2 separate regions of the Gossypium hirsutum genome follow, and region 1 is linked to region 2. The links are chromatin contacts, called in public Hi-C maps. All regions are on one chromosome and are shown on one strand. Each heading gives the region's core, a stretch centred on a gene start, on an enhancer-like site or on the middle of the called end of the contact. The rest is flanking DNA. Distances are from core to core; before and after follow the strand shown. Region 1 holds the start of LOC107886295 (mitogen-activated protein kinase 17-like). Region 2 has its middle 99 kb from the start of LOC121222992.

Region 1 (4,499 bases), core at 751-3,250, 100 kb before region 2:
AATGTAACTATCAGTTTGGATGCTTTACCTTGGATACATGAAGCTAATCTGATCTTTGCCTTGAAGGTATTGCTGAAGCATCTGTGGATGGTACTCTAATATCTATTTGCAACTTAAAATAAGATGAAGTAAACATTAAATAGAAGAGGGCATTAAAATGGATAATTTATCACTAAGGCAAGAACTAATCTCTATGCACATAAATACCTCTCTATAAATTAGCTCTCGGACATCATCTTCTGATAATTTCCTTCTTTCAAACTCAAATTCCAATTTTGAAATGGGTTGCATGGATGGTTCATTGTCCACATTTGCCAATCCATGGAAATATGGATCAGCTAATGTCTGCATAAAGAACAATCATATAAGTTAGGAAATACAATAACGTAAGAAGAAAAGAGATTCAAACCTTAAAACTATTAGAACCCCTATAGTTTACCTCTTCAGCGGATGGACGATCATTAGGATCGAATGCGATCAGACGCTCAAGCAATTTGAGGGCCAATGGATCTGTATTTGGGAATTTTTTTGAGAAAGGAATTGGTTTCTTTTTTCTCAAGCTATTCAAATAATTTCTAGCTTTTTCATTCTTAATCTGCAGATATTATGAAGAATCAAGATGGTTAGAAAAGATGTTGTCCCTGTTTAGAAAAAGCCAGGGAAGTATCTTAAAAGAGATGGCAAACCCTTGCAATTGTTTCAGCAGAGGGAGTGCCAAGCAAATCGGTCACAAGATCCAATTGGTCCACCACATTCTTCCCTGGAAACAATGGTTTTCCAGTGATCAACTCAGCAAATATGCATCCTACACTCCAAATATCGACCGCAGGGGTGTACTGCACAAATAATTGGGTTTAAAAATCAATTAAACAAAGTTCCTAGAGAAGTTTTGCTCAATTTGGTTCACCTGAATAGAATATAATTTCTACTAGCAGTGTATGCGTATGACATGTATATGATATATCTAGACATTCTTCAATTCACAAAGTATATGCAAGGAAGCTTCTTTCTTACTCAAGAACCGGCCATTTTACCTCCTCAAGCAGGGTAGCAAGCATGACACAAGAAGAAAACTAAAATATATAGTTTTTGTCGTTGCCTATTAACACAAAAATCCCTAAAAAGACTAAAAGAGGACAACTGAAAATTAATTATACATCTGACTAACAATTCCTATATTAAAACAATTGAAGAAAAGGAAAACAACAGTACATACGTTGGAGTAAAATGAACCGCACAGTTCAGGAGCACGATACCATCGAGTTGCCACATAATCCTTAACAGATTAAATGATGATCAGATAGTGAAAACAGCAAACATGGTACACACAATAGTTATGAATAGCAAAGCAGTCAGAAGCAAGAAAGAAGCACTAACAGTCCAAAAAATAGCAGAAGGAACGTCCGTAAATGACACCCGAGCGAGTCCAAAATCACAAAGTTTCAGTTTGCAATCCGCATTAGCAAGTATATTTTTTGGCTTTAAATCTCTATGGAAAACATGTGCTGAAAAAATTGAAAGGAAAAGATTAATAAAAAGTGGGTCATTTATAATCACAAATTGGTACAACAATTGAGATGTAAAAGAAGGCAACCTGTGTGAATGTATTTCAGACCCCGAAGAAGCTGGTATAAGAAAAACTGATGATGCTCAGGGGTTAGATCATCATTGATTTTTATAACATGGTGAAGATCAGATTCCATCAACTCAAAAACAACAAATATGTCTTTGAATTCTCTTTGACATGGAGGAAGCATTATGTGTTTTATCTGAACTATGTCAGGGTGACGCAGCAGCCGTAGAAGTTTGATCTCTCTCAGAATACGTGTGGCTTCAGATGTGTGCTCAAAGATATTGGCTATCTTCTTAATAGCTACCTTCTCTCCAGTGTGAGTATCAATTGCAGAGGCAACCACACCATAACTTCCTGTGCCTACTACTTCCTTTATTTCATATTGACTTGCTTCGCCATATTCGGTGAAAAAGTCTTTGCCAAACATTTTCTGATTAAAACAAATAACCATTAGATTCAATCTGAAAGAAAGTAACATGAAAAAACTTACTCCTAAGCATTCTCACAGTGTACTTAAAAGTTATACAAGAGAAGCATATCAAACCACCTATCATATAATATGAATGTTATGATTAACTCAAAGCCATTGATTTGGTAGATTTCTATATAGAGCCAAATGGATCTAACTACAGATTTATGTTCAAAATATTTTCTAAATATAAGAATAACTGTCACCCTTTGTTGAATGTTCAAGACTAATAAGAATCTCCAAGAAAATAGCTAAGAGGAGAAAAGAAAAAGCTTTATGCAGACGAATACTAACTATCATTAAAACTCAATAAAAGAAATTCAACCCAATAAACTTATAAATAAATCCCCTTTTGTTTTTCAGTCATTTTCATCGTAAAAGCTAAAATTTTCATTCTATGAGGAAACTTTCAAGCTTCAATATCACACATCTAACAGACATTCAAACCGCAGAAAAAGAAAAAAAAAAGTCTCATTTAAAAGAAAAACAGATACTTTAACTGATTAAGGAGCAAAAAGAGAAATTACTCTTTTTTTTTTTGTCGGCAAAAGAGGCCAAAGCAGAAGCTTGAATATTGATGAGTGATGAGAGAAGAGCTTCCTTCAAATAAACGCGGAGACAAGATATGAACTGCTCAAATAACACCTGCAACACCTTCTACGTATGAAAATACAGTGTAACGTAAACGTATATTTATACGTATATATAATACCCCGTATCAAGTAGGATGCTGACAAAAACTTGAATATGTCAAAACAGAACTGCTGTCAGAAAGGTCATCATTACTATTTATGTCACAAATATAAATTTGATAAAATACCGAATTTTTTTAAAAAAATCATCATATTTTTCTTTTGTAATAAAAAAAGGCATATTCATCTGAAAAAAGGACTTGATCGAAATTCGAACCTTATCTTATCCCCACGTTTCCGGAGCTATAAAGAGAGAGGATCGGGGAAGAGGTGAGGTGATGTCGTTTCAGGCATCGGCCATAGATGATAGTAAGTAGGATTGCTATTAAGTTGTAATATTAATAATTAGAATGAAATTTATCAGAAGGGGAAAGCAAAGCAAGGCAAGTTGAGTTGAGATTTTGACGCGGAGGCTGCGAATCGCTGAGTGGATGAAACTCGTGCGGTGAAAGGGTGATTTAGGGTTGAGCTCCGTCGCTTCTCCCTTCCCTCCCTTCACCTTCCGCACGCCCTATATTTATGGTTTTATTAACATGGCCAAATTTCGTATTGGGGATGATAATGAAGGAGGTGGTGCCACGTACGCAAAATACATTTGGAGTTCAATGTCTTGCACTGCAATTTGAGGGAGTAACTTTGTCGTCTGTGTTACGTAAGGTAACATCATTCGTCTATGAAATTGGAAATTTCTTATATATCAATTTAGATTTCTTTTCTTTTCTTTTGGGGCCAAGAAAATAGTCAACATCTTTAAGGGAAAAACTTATTAGTTAGTAAGAAAATTTCAATTTGATTATTTTTAAGTTTTTAAAATTATTTTTCCTCTAATCTGACTGCTAAGTGTGACACTTTTTTACTTAATATAATAATATTAATAGTCCTCATTTTTTATATTTTCTATAAATTTGATCTTAATTTTACATTCAAATTTTAAAAATCTTAAAATTAATTAAAAATAAAAAATTTTTATAAAAAAATTTAGAAAAATAAAACTTTAAAAATGTTGTCGTTAAAGAATTAATATGTATGAGAAATAAAAAAAATTGTCTTTCATTATAATTAAATAACAATTTTAAAACTGAACAAAAAACAGTTAGATCATTACATTGCATGCTTTATCAATGTTTCAAAACTAAATTAGTAATATATTCAATTTAAGTTTTATACCCCTAAAGAAAATCTAAAATTGATCTTACATAAGCTTGTCATTTTTTTTAGCTAAAATATACCTCAAAATTTTCTTTTTCAAACTCAAATCAAAATTTTAATTAATTTAAATTATTTTCAAAATTAAAATTGTAAAAACAAATTATTTGTTTTTTTCTTTTCTTAGGATATGAAAGCTATGTCAAGAAACAGAAGATGCAAAAAAAAAATAATCAACCATTAATTTTGCTTTTTTTTTATGTTTTTTAAAGTATGAGTATTGTATATTTCCATACAAATAATACAAAGAAAAAAGTTGGATGGCTTAAAAATATTTTTTTCTCATTTTCTTTCACTTAATCTATTTTTGAAAATTTTATCTACTTTTATTTTTGTTTTTAGAAATTTTTAAATTTAAAAAAAATTATTTTTTATTTTTTTATAATTAAAATCAAATTAATAGAAAGTATAAAAATTAAGAATTAAAATTATTATTATACCAATTAAAAAAGTGTCAAAAAAAATTTTTAAAATTTTAATGACCAAATTATATTTTTTTAATTAACTAATCAAATCGAAAACTTATCAATAATTTAGTATTTAGTGGACAAACAATATA
Region 2 (4,775 bases), core at 1,169-3,668:
TTTGGGATAAAAACATTGTTAAACAAGATACTTTTTTTAGAGAAAAAATGCTTTTCAAACCTCAAAAACCCATAAGTGTTTTTGACAGAAGTAAAAGATTTTAACTTCTCCTTAAAAGTGCTTTTTGCCCCAAAAGTACTTATTAAAAGCAATTCTAAATTGACTTTTCATAGGAACCTACTTATAACTTAATAGAGAATAATTTTAATTATTTTTATTTTATTCTATTTCATTTGAGATTATATTATCTTTTATCAAACAATCTAATTATAATCAATATTTAATTTTAATTAATACACCAAATAAATTTTATAGCTTAAATTCAACCTTTAATTTTTTTCAATGCATAATATTTTGGTTTATTAGTCATAACCTTGGTTTGAGAAATAAAAACAAATCCCCTATATCCAAGTTAAAAACCTTTAATAAATAATATTTTACTAATAATTTTATCTTTTATACAAAATTTTTAAATAAAATAACTAAAAATATATCAAATATTTGAGAATTGAACCAATATTAATGTCTTGTATCTAAATTTTTAGCACTCTACTTACAATTTAATTAAGTATTAAATTTTTATAAATATATTTTTATAGAAATTATTTTCATTTGGGTGTGATGTAATGTAGTGAGATGATTTGTGGCATTAGTTTTTTTTTGAGTATGTCATAAAAAAAGTCAGAAGACATAATTAGATATTAATTTAGATTTGAGAAGCAGTAAGGAGCTTAATATTCATGCTTTTCTTTTGTGGCCAGGCCTTTTGACTTTTTTATTTTTGAAATGATTTCTTAGTAAATTTTTTTTTTTGAAAAATCCCAGATGATGAAATCGTTGACTTTGATCAATTCTTAATCTCTCTATAGTGTATTAAAACCATCCTTAAATTTTAATTTTAGCCGTAAGTGTCATTTTAGATCTATGGCTGGATCGTACTGTCGTACATGTCTTTATAATGAAGAATTAGTTGTTTAAGATTCATATTAAAATTACTCATCTGTTTTTCTTTTTTCTTTTTTTTTTAAGAATAACTCATCTACTTAATTAGTAATGATGTATGATATTTACGAATGATATTCAATTATATAAAAAAACTTACATTTTAATACATAAAAATACCAATTTTAATTTATTAATCTTTGATTTGAGTTTTAAAATTAATTTAATGAATTAGTAAGTTCAAATTTTTATGAGTTTGTCAATTAAAATAAATTTAGTGTTATTATAAATTTATTTAATTATGTGTTTAATTTATTAAATATAATATGATGACTATTTTTTTAAGTTTAAATTTTATTTTAATAAAAATTAATTGTTATTATAAATTTTCATCCAACAAACCTTAAAATTTAAATTAAATACAAAATCCAACACCATTAATATAAAATATCAAAATATATAATTTTTTATGTTATACAACTATAACATTAAAGAAATCATATATATACTATATTTAAAAAATCAAATTTATTAAATAAAAAAATTGAAAATGATGCTTTGGAAAAGGATAGTGGCCATTGGTACTGATACCGATGGGTTAACACCAAAATATTCTACGGCACAATTTCGGACCGCTACTTTTCAAAGATTCCCACGGTTAATGGTGGCTACCATTTCTCGGTTGTTGCAATGCAGAATTATTAGTACACATTATTGTCAGCCATATAAAATATACAACAAAAATACAAATAAAAAATATATTTGCTAAAATTTTATTTTATTTTAACAAAATACTAAATTTTATTCTAAAATCAAGTAAGATTTTAATTGAAATAATTAAAATTTTAAATTTTATATTAATATTTGTTATTTTATAAAAAAGTTTTGGTAATTTTTTAAGTGAATATTAAAACCCAATTGAAGAATAATATCAATTTAGTCAAAAGCTTAAGATATATTATAAACAAATTAGTTATGACAAGTGGATAAAAGATTATATAAAAAATATATTTATAAAAATATTTTGTAAAAATAATTTAAAGTTTTAACTAGAATGATAAAATTAATATTTTAAAAAATTCGGTATTTAGTTTAATTCCATTTAATGATGGTTTTATTTTTATATATTTTATATAAAATAGAAAAAGATAAAACATCGCGTTTATCTATTATTATTATTATTATTATTATTTAAATGAAAATATTTTTAACCATTTTAAAAGAATTGATGTCTAATAGATTTATGATATTAGAAATATAATATAAACAGATAATAAATACTATTAGATCTATTTAATATTTAGTGATAAAATATGATAAATAATATTATAAAATTAAATTTAAAATTATTTAATATTTTTTAAATAGTAAGATGAGATTTTGTGTTGATTCCAGCTACACTCAAACCTTTGTTTGAGTGGGAAAATTACAAAAATATGTGCCTCAAACCAACTTGAGCATGCAGAGAGCTATCTCCAATTCACTGAATGCTCTTTTTTTTGTCCACACACTTGTTAACACTAGAGCATGTGACACCATAAAAGAAAAAGGCTAATGTGAAAATAATATAATAATAAATTATATATCAAAGTTAGATTTTTAAAGGAATAATATATCATTTTCGCTAGTAATTAGGTTGATTTTGATATTATACGTTTTTATTTATTTTAATACTTAAACTTGACAATTTGATCTATTTTAGTCTCAGAATTTGGATTCCGTCAAGATTTGATGATGTGATCAGTATTTTTGAATATAATTGGATTGATCAGTTGGACCGATTGAATTGAGAACTGACTAGTATACTAGTCAAAATAAATGGATTGAACCGATTGAATCAAAAATTGCATAGACCCGATAAAAATCTAAATCTAGGACAAAAATCAGTAGTTGAATATGTTGAACTAGTTTAATAATTTTTTTATTGTTTTAAAGTTTTATGAATTTTTAATTATTTATTTAATTGTTGGTCTAATAGTTGAACCGATCATATCGGTTGAATCGAAAATCAATGGTCTGACTGATTCAACCACTGGTCTAGTTATTAGGACACTATTTGACACTCTAAGATTATATCACGTCATCATTTAAAAAGCTATATAATTTTTTAAATTTTTAAGTGATAATGTGGCACAATCTCAGATGCCATGTCATTAAACTTTTATATATTTCAAGTTTAAGGTCTAAAATGAATTTAGTTGGTAAGTTTAAAAAACCAAAATGAATAAAAAAAAATCCAAGTACCAAGTGAACCTAGTTGCCAAGGCCAAAAATTATAATATCCCATTTTTAAATGTAAAAGTTGGTTATTTTAAAAAGCAAGTAGGTTTTTAAGAGGTGGTTTAGTGATGAAAGTTATTTTATTTAAATTTTTATATAAAAAATAAAAATAAAAAATTTACAGTAATAATTGTTATTTTAAAAAAATTGTAATACTTTTTATGATTAAATCAATATTTAGTTGGGTCAAAGATTTTGTAATAATATAAATACTTATTCAAAGGTTAAGTTATTTGTTCAAACTTAAAAATTTTATTTAAAATTTCAGTATATGAATAAAAATATGAGATGTAAGAAAAAAAAAACACTTAGTTTAAAAATATTTGCAAAATTGAGGGCAATCTAAGTACAATTCATTAAAAATGTATATCTTCCATAGCTTGCAGGATAGTTAATGTGAGAAGACGAGAACATCTTTTACAAGGAAATAGTACGTAAAAGATTATCAATTTCAATTGTTATTAGTAAATAGAACATTAGTAAAGAATCATATTTCGAAGGTTTACACTTTCACTAGGTTGCTACCGTTTGAATTTCATAATTTCTCTTTTCATTAATTTAAACATATATTTGTAGTAAATAATAATAATAATATGCTTTAAGGGTTCGAACAAAGGTGAGTGACATTGTAAACTTGCGGATCCAATCCTGATTATGGGTACGAATGAACTCCTCTTCGGCCAATGGGCCTATTTTTGGAGTTCATAATTGTTATGTCTCATTATTAATATTTTGCATAAATACATGAAAAAGAGATTCTCTTGGGGCAAAATTTAAATATTCATTTTTTATTAATGACGTTTCTATTAATAATACTTACAGTCAATATTATTCTCTATGGTATCATTCTTTGGGAAGTACATTCCATATTAAGAAAGCTATATAGGTAATCTTATACAAAACTTCCACATTGTAAATGCTGTGGAAGTAATGTTGGGCATAGCTTTCATATTTAGAAAACTATGGCACCAACCTAAGAAACCACGCTCCAAATTAAAAATGGATACAACACTCTATATTGAAATAATTGACCTTGGGAACAACACTCCATGCCGACAACCATTAACATTGGGAACTATATTCCTTGTTAGAACAACTAATCTCGGGAATGACACCTTTTATTGGGAACAACTAACTTTGAGAATGACATTTCATGTTGAGAATGCTATAGATCTAAACTTAGGTAGAATGACAAGATTCGTGGGTTTGCTTCATTTTTGGTATGTTTGAAAAGCATGATTTAGAGGCTCCAAATACGATCAATGTTAAGAAGTCCAGCTTTTCTCAAAATACAATTGCTTTTCCTTTCTAATCAAATAGAAATTACATTTTCATATGAGCATGCAAGTAATGTTATCTACATTATTATTTAAGCCTTTAAGTGAATTGGCATTATGAGTCAACTTGATATCAACTCGGTTAGAAAAATTATGAAAATATCTTTTTATAATTAAAATAAGTTATATCATTCGAGGGTGTTTTAATCTTTTCATTTAGCAATAAATATATATATGATGGAATTTGAATCCACATAATTAGTAAAACCTAAATTT

The links. Hi-C and Micro-C count contacts between places; a contact is called where the count stands out from the background.
Region 1: a contact with region 2 is called in a Hi-C map of leaf, with 3 times the contacts expected there. The contact joins the promoter of LOC107886295 here to the enhancer-like site in region 2. A contact is called at or near these places in 11 of 34 Hi-C or Micro-C datasets (hypocotyl, leaf and petal).

Annotation. Positions count from the first base shown.
Region 1 is chrA03:89,408,987-89,413,485 of Gossypium_hirsutum_v2.1, reverse strand. It overlaps LOC107886295 (mitogen-activated protein kinase 17-like), which reads right to left and starts at 2,000. Exons shown (of 10, transcript NM_001326724.1): 1 at 1,595-2,000; 2 at 1,378-1,505; 3 at 1,217-1,276; 4 at 687-836; 5 at 440-595; 6 at 208-345; 7 at 29-102. The coding sequence starts at 2,000. It overlaps LOC121222992 (a long non-coding RNA gene), which reads left to right and starts at 3,255. Exons shown (of 3, transcript XR_005920344.1): 1 at 3,255-3,391.
Region 2 is chrA03:89,308,789-89,313,563 of Gossypium_hirsutum_v2.1, reverse strand. No RefSeq gene overlaps it. Among protein-coding and RNA genes, the nearest start is that of LOC121222992, 99 kb to the left of the region's middle. Within about 2 kb of position 2,418, at least 1 of the 9 cell types and tissues checked has an H3K27ac peak or open chromatin away from gene starts, as enhancers often do. A contact at or near this core is called in leaf, where this site is marked.